2 separate regions of the Hordeum vulgare genome follow, and region 1 is linked to region 2. A link is a contact called in public HiChIP or PLAC-seq data. All regions are on one chromosome and are shown on one strand. The core of a region is the stretch at or near the end of the contact, and the rest is flanking DNA. Distances in the headings are between cores, read along the strand shown. Region 1 holds the start of LOC123395270 (V-type proton ATPase 16 kDa proteolipid subunit-like). Region 2 holds the start of LOC123451784 (filament-like plant protein 2).

The links. HiChIP or PLAC-seq counts read pairs in DNA pulled down with a chosen protein or histone mark.
Region 1: a contact with region 2 is called in an H3K4me3 HiChIP or PLAC-seq map of embryo, with 8 times the contacts expected there. The contact joins the promoter of LOC123395270 here to the promoter of LOC123451784 in region 2. A contact is called at or near these places in 2 of 6 Hi-C or Micro-C datasets (leaf and seedling) and 1 of 1 datasets of contacts at active chromatin or transcription factors (embryo).

The regions. Positions count from the first base shown.
Region 1 is chr5H:232,715,093-232,721,902 of MorexV3_pseudomolecules_assembly, reverse strand. LOC123395270 (V-type proton ATPase 16 kDa proteolipid subunit-like) reads right to left here and starts at 5,203. Exons shown (of 3, transcript XM_045090234.1): 1 at 4,996-5,203; 2 at 4,465-4,750; 3 at 3,063-3,483. The coding sequence starts at 5,074. The coding sequence ends at 3,351. LOC123396539 (protein MAO HUZI 4, chloroplastic-like) reads left to right here and starts at 5,666. Exons shown (of 7, transcript XM_045091451.1): 1 at 5,666-5,673; 2 at 6,017-6,179; 3 at 6,246-6,339; 4 at 6,468-6,568; 5 at 6,664-6,792. The coding sequence starts at 5,666.
Region 2 is chr5H:232,149,155-232,156,611 of MorexV3_pseudomolecules_assembly, reverse strand. It overlaps LOC123451784 (filament-like plant protein 2), which reads right to left and starts at 2,488. Exons shown (of 5, transcript XM_045128321.1): 1 at 2,145-2,488; 2 at 606-859. The coding sequence starts at 722.

The sequences.
Region 1 (6,810 bases), core at 3,954-6,453, 560 kb before region 2:
GAAGTTACTCCCCACTATGGCTAGTCTAAATGAGAACATCTATATTATCACATCTATGACACTACCCACTATGGAGCTAGTAACTTAGACTAGTACTAGTTTAAGTTACTCTCCACAATGACCAGCCTATTAGGTGTCTTCCTTGGCAGTAAATAAGGTCATATAAGAAACTAATTTATGATAATATTCATTACGGAGGTAGAATTATATGCATGATACTAACTTATGATACTACCCACTATGGATAGTTTTAAGGTTGGTCATACTGGGGAGTAACTTAAACTAGTAAAATACTTTCTCTTTTTCGGTTTATAAGGCTCATCTCAAAAAAATAGATTTTCAATATATTAGCCTCATTTTGAATCTAAACGAGTTAAAGTGCTTTGAGTCTCACACTATATTTAATTCACAGAGATAAGAAAAAGGAAATTAATGGCTATGTATGCACCTTTTTGTACATACATCATGCAAGTTCAATGAGTGGGGGTGCTATATTTATTGCTTCGGAAATCGAATATGTGAGAAATATTTTATTGGAAACCTTGGTTGATGAGGTTTCAGATTTAAGCCCTATAGACTGGAAAGGAGAAATTATTTTTACTAGTCTATATCACTACCTTCATAGTGGATAGTGTCATAGATAATACTTCCTCCGTCACAGTTTAGAAGGCACAGTTTCATTTACATGTATTTACAGAATAGAAAAGAATTAAGACACATGACATCTACTGCTTGGCTAGTTCGGATTACTAGTAAACTGCATGCATAGTGGGAAAGGTGGATGTATCCATGCATGAGGACTCCTTGTTCAGTGCTTGCATGAGTTACTCTGCATTATCTTTCCAAATAATTAGGCGTCGAGTGGTTATTGTGGGAGCACTTGCAAAAAAAATTAGAGTCAATCAAGATTCATCTAGATCCCAGAAAATCGTTCATGCGTGTACTCTGCATTATCTTTCCAAATAATTAGGCGTCGAGTGGTTATTGTGTGAGCACTTGCAAAAAAAATTAGAGTCAATCAAGATTCATCTAGATCCCAGAAAATCGTTCATGCGTGACTTTTAAACTGTAACGGTGAGAGTAACATAGATATCCTCATTTATTAGTTGACAGTTTGTCAAGTCATTTTGCATTGAAAAGCGCTTTCATGATAACATATTATCTTACTCTATTTACCTCTCTCTTTATTAATTACTTATCACATCATTTTTTTACTTATGTAAATCTATACTACTAGCTATGTTACTAGTCTAAGACATGATCTGGGATGTGTTTTGCTCATTTTACCGTGGAAGAGCTGCCCATTACGCGTGCATTCATCATGTCCATTCCAACATGATCAATCGGAGCACTGTATCACCTAAGATGCTGCACACCAAATATATTGTTGCAGTGAACAATTTAGCATATACTCCCTCCGTTTTCAAATATAAGTTATTTAGAGATTTCACTAAAGGACTACGTGCGGAAGTAAAGTGTGCCTATATATCCATATATAATTTTGCAGTGAACCTCTAAAAAGACTTATATTTAGTAACGGAAGAAGTAACATAGAAGGGTCGGACATGAAGATATGCATGTTTGTTTGGAGGGGAACGTAACTTTCATTAATCTGAGCCTCTAAAATTGGTTTTATTCAGTAATTACACCATGCTAGGGAGCAATTTCATTAATCTGAGCCTCTAAAATTGGTTTTATTCAGTAATTACCCCATGCCTAGGGAGCAATGCCCTAGCGTAGAATATAGAAGGGTCGAACATGAAGATATGCAAGTTTGAAGGGCTAAAGAACATAACTTTCATTAATTTGAGGCTCTAATTTGGTTTTTCCAATAATTACGCCGCGTTAAGTTGCATGTAGCTCCATCAGACTATAGTCATATAATGACAGTAATGTAGCCAGTGACATGCATATCACATAAGGCCGCGCTTGGCATTTACAGATGTAAGTTACCGAGCTGTGAAGGATTCCGTCCGAAAACTAAATGGTCGATTGAGGTCCGTATTTTCTACACAAGTGTATTTGATGGGAAAACGTGAACCCAAACATGACCTAAGTATTTTTTTTATGTAAGAAGTAATTAAAAAAAGAAACAAGATAATATAATATATTACCATCACATAGCGCCCTGCAATGAAAAATGACTATGAAATAATAAATAAAGATATTTATGTTATCACACATAAAACATTATCCATTGTGAAAGAGTAGTACAATATACAATAGATTAATACTCCCTCCGTCCAGGATTACTCATCGCATAAATTGATAAAAGTAGATGTATCTAAAACTAAAATACACCTAGATACATCCATTTCAATTAAAGTATTTTCGGATACTCACTCCATCCCAAAATTCTTGTTTTAGATACATGTTACTACCCTAAATTACTCTCTCTGTTATGATCATCTCACAAATCAAAGCGCCAAGTAGCAAAAATAGGATTACATAAATGCACACGGTTGTTAAGGCTAACAAAAAAAACCACTTACATGTTACCCCATGGGTCTCGGCCTGTCGGATCCAAGTGGACCTCAAATGCAACTAATAAATTGGAAATTTCAAAAAGAGCCAAAATGTTCCCGAAGCTTTTCTTTTCTGAATCAAACATGATCAGGTATTACATTCGTGTGAAAAGCTTTGACCCACTCCAGGGCTTGAAAAACAAATTGTGAGTATAAAAGCATGAATAGTAACTTTTATATAGTGTCAATTTTGTTTTTTCATCCAAGATTAATTCTCAAAACTTTTCACACAAGTACAACACCTGATCAAGTTTGATAAAAAAAATCAGGAATTACACCATACCATTCCGTCTAGTCGTGGGGATGGGCAACTTTGGCGGGGTATCAATAGGAAAACAAAGGATTTTTTTTCCCCAAGAGGTTTGAGTGGTTCCTAGGTAGCATAGTGTAAAAACAAGTCTATCAAAAATTCCTACAAAATTTAGTCCTATATAAATCAAACTGATCCTTTTTGAACCAAAGGGTCTCATTCTAGTTTCAAACCTGTATGCTTTCCCTTTGCGAAAAGCATAATTCGCAAGAAAGGACATTGGGGGATGAATGGACAAAACTCAATTGCATTGCAATTTCTCGCTTATTCACCAGATTACACCGTCCAGCCAGACCCAACAGGCAAATAACTCTGCATAAATAAGCATCAACCCCCACCCAGCATCCTGACGGAAAAAGAATGGTACATCAAGGGCAAACCTCCCTTGGCTACAGATGTTTTTTTCTCCACCAAACAGAAGAACGAAAACTAGACATGATAACCTCTAGAGCTCAGTTTGCTGTCTGAATAATATAAAACAAGAGGGCACACAGGGCCGCGTGTGTAGAACATGCCTAATCGGCACGAGACTGGCCAGCTCGGGATGACAGGATGATACCGACAATGAGACCGTAGAGAGCGAGCGCCTCTGCAAAGATGAGGATGAGGATCATGCCAACAAACAGCTTGGGCTGCTGAGCATTCGCCCTGCAGACAATGATGTTTGATCAGCACAGGGTACAATTTAGGCAAGATTCAATTGATCCTCCGATGTAAGGCAGTCATGCCAAATGAACAGTAGAAGGAAAAAAGAATTAAATTACATAATCTTGTGCGCAGCAATTATCAGGTCTTACCCAGGAAGCAACAAACCAATAGAAAGCAAAGAGCCAGCTAATAACATAGACAAATACTAAAGCCTTAACAAGGAATTAGCATCTGCTTAGCTAGTTCCAAGTTTGGGAGTTTCATCTAAGATAGCAGTACGCATACATATTGCCAAAACTTAACAGAGAGAATCATACTAACTAAACATATAGGACATCACACTAACTAGTAAACTACAAAGACCAGAACAAATGCAAAGTATACAGTTCAAAGAGCAGTATATATCAAAGCAGATCTACCACAAATAGACCAACTTACACAAAATTCATGGTGAAAGAAGTAATTTGACATAACAAAGGCTCATCATCTATAGTACGTATGTGTGGGAAGAAATAGTCAGTGATTTTTCTATAACTCAAGATTGTTTCCAAAGATAATCGGTACAACAAGCATATCATGCATATGTTCATCCTCAGGTTTCTTATAAATGAATCGTTAGTCTGGGTCATAAACAACATAAGTGGATTTATGTAGAGAAAGATCCGTGCTGTAACTGAAATTTACTTCAGTTATTAAGGCTATATTGGAGTATATTGAGACAACCAAATAAATGAAACTTGAACAGGGAGTCTACGGAGATGCAAATCTCAAACAGAATCAGGTCTATGGAATTGGGTCAGAACCATCCACCTAAATGCATCCCTTCAAATGCAACACATGCGCCTGCTAGATACAACTATGTAGACACAGGCGTGAGGCATGTGCATTAACAATGCAAATTAACTACGTAGTATCAACTAACCAACATACCAGCAAAATCAGTGCGCACAACACAATAAGAGATGATAAATTGTGCTTTACCTGACTCCAGCATCACCAACAATGCCAATGGCCATGCCAGCAGCAAGGCCAGCAAGGCCACAGGCGAGCCCGGACGAGAGGTGGGCATAGCCATCGAAGAGATAGTAGGGCTTGGCCTTGGGGTTGATCCCGGTACTGATGATGACGGCGATGATAAGCCCGTAGATACCGAGCACTCCAGCCATGACAACGGGCACGATGGACTTCATGACGAGCTCCGGGCGCATGACTCCCATGGACGCCACGCCGACGCCGCTCTTGGCCGTCCCGTAGGCCGCCCCCATGCCTGCAAGCCAGGGACACAGAGAGATCTCTCGTCAACGATCGCAGGGACTAAACTAACCCAGAACCAAAGCGCGCGATACGTCTCGTCTGCTAAACAAATCGAATCTACGGAATCGAACGACCGGCGCGCTAGAAGGGACAACGCTGGGCCGATCCGGGCGGATCAGAGCTCCAACCTTGTTCCCCCAACTACTATGTAAGCTACACAAAGGCTGGCAAGTTTACGAGCGATGGGAGAGGGCGTACATGAGAAGACGAGCGCCGCGGCGGCGCCGAGAAAGCCGAAGAAGGGGGCGGTCTCATCGCCGCTGAACACCGACGACATCTTCCTCCTGCTGCTGCTGCTGCGATCGGCGGTCTGCTCGCTCGTCCACCCAAGGGAGAGCTCGAGCTTTCCTTTTGTCGCTTTGGGATTTGGTCTGGGCTTCCACGATCTGATCTGAGGAGGGCGTTGGAGTTGGAGATTAGGGGGAAGAAGAAGACGGGGGTGGGGGTGGGGCGGAATGCTTTTTGCTGGACGGTTTTGCCCCTCTGGATGTAGGAGCCGTGGACCCGTGGTTGCCCGGTCAGGAGGGGCACCGATGCCCTTGTCTGCCTCTGGGTGCAGATTGTAGAATTGGTGTCTCACTGCTCGTGGGCCACGTGGAACGAGCCTTGCGTGGTTGATGTCGTCCCAGCCTTTCGCGTACCGATGGGTCGTGCTCTACTCATCTACTACTGGTCGTCTCTCGAAGATGACAGGCAGGGTGAAGTTTGTGAATCGTGGGTCATTCATCGGCGTCAAGATTCGTAAATTAGTTTGTGAATATACATTGTGTTGTTACGTTTGTTATCTTCTATACCTACTAATAAAGCAAATAGTGTTTCTGTCCTCCGTCATAATATTTACCCCCGAAATTGATAATAATTACCGCCCATGCCACGGTAAGTAAGGAAAAATTGTTCGTTTCTGTACAAAAATCGTGATGATGATCTATGAAACCTTAGAAGCGATATTCTGAAGTAAGCCCTTGGTGCCGCAGTGGCTGGAGCCTGAACATTCTATCACATAGACGCGGGTTTGAGCCCAAGTTCTTCCTTTTTTCATTTTTAATCTTTTTCCTTTCCTATCCTTATCTCTCCCTAATAACAAAGCAAATACGGTTTCTGGTCGTCCGTAGTGGCATTTTTGCAAAACGGTCCCTTCGTTTTCAGTTAATCAACCCGCAGTCCTTTCTTAAGTGAGGAAAACTTTCATTTTTATGAATAAGACCCTACGTTTTCCGAGGCGTGGCGGCAGCAGACGGCGCGCTCGCCAGATCCAATCGACGGCGGCGCGCGACGCAGCTGGCGATGGGCGGCGCGACGGCTGGGTGCGGGGCTTCGGCTCGGCGTTTCTGGCCGGGGAACGGGCGGCGCGGCGAGGGGGAAAGTCGGGGGCGCTGCTGGCTGTCAGGCGGACGACGGCGCCGCGCATGGCCGCCGTCTCCTCCGGCCAGCTTCGCGCGTGCTCCTAGGGCGCGCCGCTCCCTCTCCAGGCGGAGCTCGCCGCGGCCCCTCCTCGACCGGGCGCCGCCCGGTGCAAGGCGCCTCTACTCCGGCCTCGCGCATGTACGCACCCGCGCCACACTTCTCCCCCCACTTTTCTTTCACCAAGGGTTGACAATTACAGCAGTAGCCGGTCGAGCGGGCGGTCGCGACCACCATGGTTGGATTGACTAGACTCTTGCTTTTGGCAGGGTTGTCGACGTCCCAGATCGCCAGCTCCGCCTTCACCCTGGGCACCGTCGCCGTGCTCCCCTTCTACACGCTCATGATCGCTGCCCCCAACGCCAACATCGTAAGCCCACCATTGCTTCCGCAACATTCAGTGAGTATTCACCCACTATACGCAGCGGCCGGACTCATGTCTTCTTCTTCCTGCTACTGCCGCAGACTAAGCGCACAGTGGAGAGCACCGCCCCCTACGTGGCCCTCGGCATCCTCTACGCCTACCTGCTCCACCTCTCCTGGACATCCGACACCATCCGCGCCATGTTCGCCAGCAAGTACTGGCTCTCGGAGGTCACCACCCCTCACGAT
Region 2 (7,457 bases), core at 1,239-3,738:
ATAATTCAGAGTAGCCTATGGCCTGTATTTGCTGAGAGGTCTGAAAACTAGGGAAGTATCACCTAAACGTTTACGTTCCTTTGCAAGGTACTGCTGATATTGAACTATTGGGAACTACACTTGTCTCATCGAAAATCAAGAACATACTTTACCAGTATTGGTGAACATTCAGAAATTGCTACAATGCTCTTATGGCTAGACATAGAGCCTTGATTGGAAGTACCATAGTTGGAGCTCAACAAGTAAATCTTACAAAACTGGAACTAATCTTACACTTGATAGGTTGAAAGCTGTTGGCCTTTCTCTATCACAAGATTTCCCACAGATGGGCAATGACAATGTACCGCTCAACAAACATTAGCATCTTAACACCTGTCCTACTTAAATCAGATCAAACTATGAGTTTGTATGCTTTATCAATCTGTCCAAGGCAGCAAGCTTATAAATTCTTTATTTACAACGTAAAGTTTAGAACTTCTTTCCTAGTAGAATTCATTGCCCAAACCTCGGAAAAGAGCCACATTAAACAAAACCGAAGAATGTGCTACATCCTGCTGAGGTAAAAAAGATTTCTAGGATACAAAATGAAGGCATGTGGATAGAACCTGATCGCCGGAGCAGCACTGAGAATGCGATGACAGGGGCACAGAGCTGTCGCTTGCCCCAAGACTATTATCCGAAGACTTGCGCCTCCAGAGCCAACCCGTGCGGTCCATAACCATCAACTATCCGAAAGATGAAAAAGGTGGTTCTCCTTTCTCAGCTACCACCAGCATATGCATGTTTGATCAGTCAACATTGGCACATGAAGTGACGCAGAGAGATCTCCTCATGCAGTGCTGAGCGGAAGATGACTAATCTGTATCAAACAGCAGACAGTAGAAAATAATTAGTACTCCGTATCAGTTATCACTCGTTAATGATACCGACAGACATGTAGAAAAAGATGCAACTCCCAGTTGATGACACCAACCAGGAACTGTAGTCACGATTGACACGAACTAACTTTGCAACGACTGAAACCAAGCAGGAACTAGGCTGGATTCAGAAAAAGACCCAGCAACCCGTGAAATTTGTTTTTTGACAAAGCTCAAGAGTCAAAAGACCAATATTGACCAACACAAAGTACCAACTATGGCCTATCCAGAAATTCCAACTAAAAAGAGAGTGCTTCTGCCTTAACATCAGGAAAAGGTGCGAGCAAAATAGTAGCAAAAGAGTTGCAATGCGTCACTCCAAAAGTTGTAGCCACCGACTGCTCTCAAGTCTCAACTCCCCAAATAGAATAGAAATACACCAGGAATAAGTATGGTTTTTTTTTCTCCGGGTAACCCAAGGGAATAAAAATCCTTGGGGAAAGAACAAGAGGCACAATCCCTGAATCCCCAATTCCTCCTCGCCAATCACTTAAACCTAAACCTAAGCCCCGAGCAAATATGCTGAAAACCCCAAATCGAGGCCTAACTGGAAGAGAAACCGGCAAAAACCAGCCCCGGGGAAGCGGGGAAAGAAGAAAGAGCAGCAGAGCGGCTAGAGAGATTTCATGGCGGAAACCAAGAACGACGAGTGGCGGCCCAGAGAATAAGGGAGCAAGAGGGAATGGGCTGCGTTAATACTACTGTACCAGTAGTATTTAACCATTACACGGAGGAATACCGCCGCACCGACTGCAAGAACTCCGTGAACACAGCACTCTCTCTCTCTCTCTCTCTCTCTCCCTCCCTCCCTCCCTAGGATACTGGATGGGTGTGCCGTGTGCTAGGAACGGAATGCGAGAAGCATCAGCTCACGCAGTCGCACATACGGACGCAGATCGGAACGAGAGAAGACGAGCCGAAAAGCGGAGTGGGGAAAAAAGGAGCGGGAGGGGAGGTGGCCATGGGCGTCGGCACTGCTGCAACAGCTTGGCCACCACCACCACCAGCACCGCCTCCTGCAGCTTTGGCCATGTGAGATGTCATGGTCCTATACTATAGTACGAGTACTTTCCAGTTCCCAAGTGAAGGAGGAGGAGTGAAACCCCAAGTGATGTGCATTGCATCGGGGCAAGAAATAAATGCTCGCAGCCGCGGCAAGAATCCAAAGCGGCTCTTTCCCGCAACTAAAATAAATGCAGCGAGCGGGAATCCGAGGCGCGCACTCACCCGCACCGCATCAATGGTGGTCGCCGCCGGCCGGCCGGCGTTGCCTCGCTCCCTTTCCTCCTTCCTCCCCGCCCGGGCAGCTCGAATCGCCGACGCTCGGGGGTCCTCTCTCTGTCTGTCGTAGTATTAGTATACTAATACTAGGACTACTGCCTTGTAGCGTTCGTCGGTGCTTTTGTTGATGCAACCACTGGATGGGTGGTGGTGGTGGTGGTGGTGGTTAGTGTTCCTTGCCGTTGGGGGCGGAGTGGGAGTGCGAGATTGCAGCAGAGGATTAGGGTTCTTGCCGTAGCTCAGCTTTAGTTTAGTTTAGCGTGATTCGGTTTGGATTCTCCCGGGCGATGTGGGGGTTGTCGTACCCCGCGCCTCACGACGCGCGGTTTGTGTCTTGCCCCCGCCTTTTCCTCGGCTCGCCCCGCGCGTCCTTGCCTCGTGTGCCGCCTGCCGCGTGGGGGTCCAGCGGTCTCGCCCGACCGACCCGGAGGCCACGGGCCCCGCCAGCCACACGCTATGGGATACTCTGCCGCTCGTACGGCGGTGCAGGCGCAACCCCGGATGGGTAAGGGCATCTCCAACCAGCAAACGTCCGCCGGTATTCGTTTTGTTAATAACGAATACAAAAATCGACCCAACGCGTTGATTCAAATGGACTCGTGTCTTTTTTTATTCGTTTGTGATTCATTTTGGGTTTAAATTATGGTAGCATTTACGTCTTCGTGGATACGTTCATCCCGTGCCCTTTTCTTACCCTCGTCCGTGAGTCAGTGACACGTACGTCAGTTGCCTCTTCCTCCTTCGCCTCCAAAACACCCGACCGCCCCTGCCCGCCTCCCGCCTTCCACCCCCGTCGCCCGTTTTCGTCGTCAGTGCCAGCCATCCGCACCGCGGACTCCTTCCAGCAGCCTTGTCTCCTGCAGCCGCCACCAAGCTCCATCACTTTCTCTCGGTGAGAGGCTCCTCTCCGGTCGGTGTCTTCCACAACGCCCGTAAGGTGTTCGATGCTTTCTCCAAGGTACAAATGGACTCCGATGATGAGTGTTTTTTCTACAATGTTCTTTTGGACTCGAATGATTCTTATGTGGTGATGAGGAGATGGCGGCGGGTGCGTTGGTCGTCCATGACCACGTAAGTATGGAGCGAACACAGTTTAAGGGCTCCATGTCGGGACACACGTCGGCATTGAATGCAACCGGGAGAGTGGTCATTTCCTACTCTGGAAAGACTACTTCGAGACCCCCAATCCGCTCTTCAAATATCACTTGTTCCGTCGCCGTTTTCGGATGGCTAGACATGTTTTCAATCGTATTCGAGAGGGGGTGGTTAAGTACGATAACTATTTCGAGTGCAAGATGGATGTCGTTGGAAAGGTTGGCTTCTCCTCTTATCACAAATGCACTGCTACCATTCGGATGCTTGCATATGATGTCCCCTGCGATCTCATTGATGACTATGTCCGGATGAGTGAGTCCACCTGCCTTGAGTCCATGTATAGACTCTCCAAGGTTGTCATAGCTGTGTTTGGGCCGGAGTACTTGAGAGAGCCAACTCTTGTCGATAGAGCACGGTTGTTGTCGATGGATGCCAGTAGGGGTTCCCCGGGATGCTTGGTAGCATACATTGTATGCATTGGAAGTGGAAAAATTGCCCTTCTGCTTGGCAAGGGAAGTATAAGGGTCATGTCCGATCTTGCATTGTCATACTTGAGGTCGTGGCTTCCCAAGATCTCTGGATTTGGTACGCTTTCTTCGGCATGATCGGATCTCACAATGATATCAATGTGCTCCAGCACTTTTTGGTGTTCGCTAGGATGGAAGAAAGCAATTGCCCGGAGGTCAGTGTTAAGATCAATGGCCACAAACACACCAATGGATACTATCTAGCTGACAGTATCTATCCACGATGGTCTACTCTTGTGAAAACAATCTCCAATCCTCTAGGAGAGAAGAGAAAGAGATTTGCTCAAGAGCAAGAGGGTGTTAGAAAAGATGTAGAGCATGCCTTTGGCGTTCTTCAGTCTCGATGGGGCATCGTTCGATATCCTGCTAGAACATGAGTCATGCGAAAAATGCGAGTGGTGATGACAACTTGTGTGATCATGCACAACATGATCGTAGAGGATGAACGCCCAGAACGCCTCTATGGCCAAGGGTTTGAGTTTCAGGGTGAAAATGTTGTGCCTGAGCATGGAGGAGAGGCAACGCTTGCAGAGTTCGTCGAGTTTCATCATAAAATGTGTGTTTGAAATACTCACATGCAACTGCAAAATGATTTGGTTGAGCATATGTGGATTCATGTCGGCAACTAGTAGATGTATCAGCAACCATTTCTTTTAAATGTATCGACTATGAGATATTTTGTAATTATTGAATTATGCAATGTTTTGTATTGAACATTTCTAATATTTATCACTGCGATCGAAAATGACCGCAAGCCTGCCACAAACGAAAAATGGGTCGGCGCGTTGGGCGCACGGCCGACCCATTCACAAAAGAGATCGGATGAGCCAACCCAAACAGACAAAGCGTGCGTCCGTTTGAGTCGCACAGTTGGAGTTGCTCTAATGCGGTTCACACGTGTTTTATTCCGCAACAACGCTCTTTATTTCCTGGCCTACCCAAAAGAAAGGCGGTGTTGGAATTATGCCCTAGAGGCAATAATAAATATAGCTATTATTATAATTCTTGTATCAAGATAATCGTTTATTATCCGTGCTACAATTGTATTGAATGAAGACTTATATATACATGTGTGGATACATAGACAAAACACTGTCCCTAGCAAGCCTCTAGTTGGCTAGCCAGTTGATCAAAGATAGTCAGGGTCTTCTGACTATGTACAAGGTGTTGTTGCTTGATAATTGGATCACGTCATTAGGAGAATCACGTGATGGACTAGACCCAAACTAATAGACGTAGGATGTTGATCGTGTCATTTTGTCGCTACAGTTTTCTGCGTGTCAAGTATTTGTTCCTATGACCATGAGATCATATAACTCACTAACACCGGAGGATTGCTTTGTGTGTATCAAACGTCGCAACGTAACTAGGTGACTATAAAGATGCTCTACAAGTATCTCCGAAGGTGTTCGTTGAGTTAGTATGGATCGAGACTGGGATTTGTCACTCCGTGTGACGGAGAGGTGTCTTGGGGCCCACTCGGTAATACAACATCACACACAAGCCTTGCAAGCAATGTAACTTATTGTAAGTTGCGGGATCTTGTATTACGGAACTAGTAAAGAGACTTGCCGGTAAACGAGATTGAAATAGGTATGCGGATACTGATGATCGAATCTCGGGCAAGTAACATACCGAAGGACAAAGGGAATGACATACGGGATTGTATGAATCCCTGGCACTGAGAAGATCTTCGTAGAATATGTGGGATCCAATATGGGCATCCAGGTCCCGCTATTGGATATTGACCGAGGAGTCACTCGGGTCATGTCTACATAGTTCTCGAACCCGCGGGGTCTGCACACTTAAGGTTCGACGTTGTTTTATGCGTATTTGAGTTATATGGTTGGTTACCGAATGTTGTTCGGAGTCCCGGATGAGATCACGGATGTCACGAGGGTTTCCGGAATGGTCCGGAAACGAAGATTGATATATAGGATGACCTCATTTGATTACCAGAAGGTTTTCGGAGTTACCGAGAATGACGAATGGGTTCCGGGTGTTCACCGGGGGGGAGCCCACCCCGGGGAAGCCCATAGGCCTTGGGGGTGGCGCACCAGCCCTTGGTGGGCTGGTGGGACAGCCCAAGAAGGCCCTATGCGCCATAGATAGAAAATCAAAGAGAAAAGAAAAAAAAAAGGAGGTGGGAAGGGAGAGAAGGACTCCACCTTCCAATCCTAGTTGGACTAGGATTGGAGGAGGACTCCTCCTCCCTTGGTGGCGCAGCCCTTGGGGCTCCTTGAGCCTCAAGGCAAGCCTCCCCTCCCCTCCTCCTATATATATGGAGTTATTAGGTCTGATTTGAGACAACTTTTGCCACGGCAGCCCGACCGCATACCTCCACGGTTTTACCTCTAGATCGCGTTTCTGCGGAGCTCGGGCGGAGCCCTGCTGAGATTAGATCACCACCAACCTCCGGAGCGCCGTCACGCTGCCGGAGAATTCATCTACCTCTTCGTCTCTCTTGCTGGATCAAGAAGGCCGAGATCATAGTCGAGTTGTACGTGTGCCAAACGCGGAGGTGCCGTCCGTTCGGCACTAGATCGTGGGACGGATCGCGGGATGGTTCGTGGGACGGTTCGCGGGGCGGATCGAGGGACGTGAGGACGTTCCACTACATCAACCGCGTTCACTAGCGCTTCTGCTATGCGATCTACAAGGGTACGTAGATCGGAAATCCCCTCTCGTAGATGGACATCACCATGATAGGTCTTCGTGCGCGTAGGAAAATTTTTGTTTCCCATGCGATGTTCCGCAACAGTGGCATCATGAGCTAGGTTCATGCGTAGATGTAATCTCGAGTAGAACACAAAAAAATTTGTGGGCGGTGATGTGCGTCTTGCTGCCCTCCTTAGTCTTTTCTTGATTCCGCGGTATTGTTGGATTGAAGCGGCTTGGACCGACATTACTCGTACGCTTACGAGAGACTGGTTTCATTGCTACGAGTAACTCCGTTGCTCAAAGATGACTGGCAAGTGACGGTTTCTCCAACTTTACTTGAATCGGATTTGACCGAGGAGGTCCTTGGATAAGGTTAAATAGCAATTCATATATCTCCGTTGTGGTGTTTGCGTAAGTAAGATGCGATCCTACTAGATACCCATGGTCACCACGTAAAACATGCAACAACAAATTAGAGGACGTCTAACTTGTTTTTGCAGGGTATGCTTGTGATGTGATATGGCCAACGATGTGATGTGATATATTGGATGTATGAGATGATCATGTTGTAATAGATAATATCGACTTGCACGTCGATGGTACGGCAACCGACAGGAGCCATAGGGTTGTCTTTAAACTAACATTTGTGCTTGCAGATGCGTTTACTATATTGCTAGGATGTAGCTTTAGTAGTAATAGCATGAGTAGCACGAAAACCCCGATGGCGACACGTTGATGGAGATCATGGTGTGGCGCCGGTGACAAAGAAGATCATGCCGGTGCTTTGGTGATGGAGATCAAGAAGCACGTGATGATGGCCATATCATGTCACTTATGAATTGCATGTGATGTTAATCCTTTTATGCACATTATTTTGCTTAGAACGACGGTAGCATTATGAGGTGATCTCTCACTAAAATTTCAAGACGAAATTGTGTTCTCCCCGACTGTGCACCGTTGCTACAGTTTGTTGTTT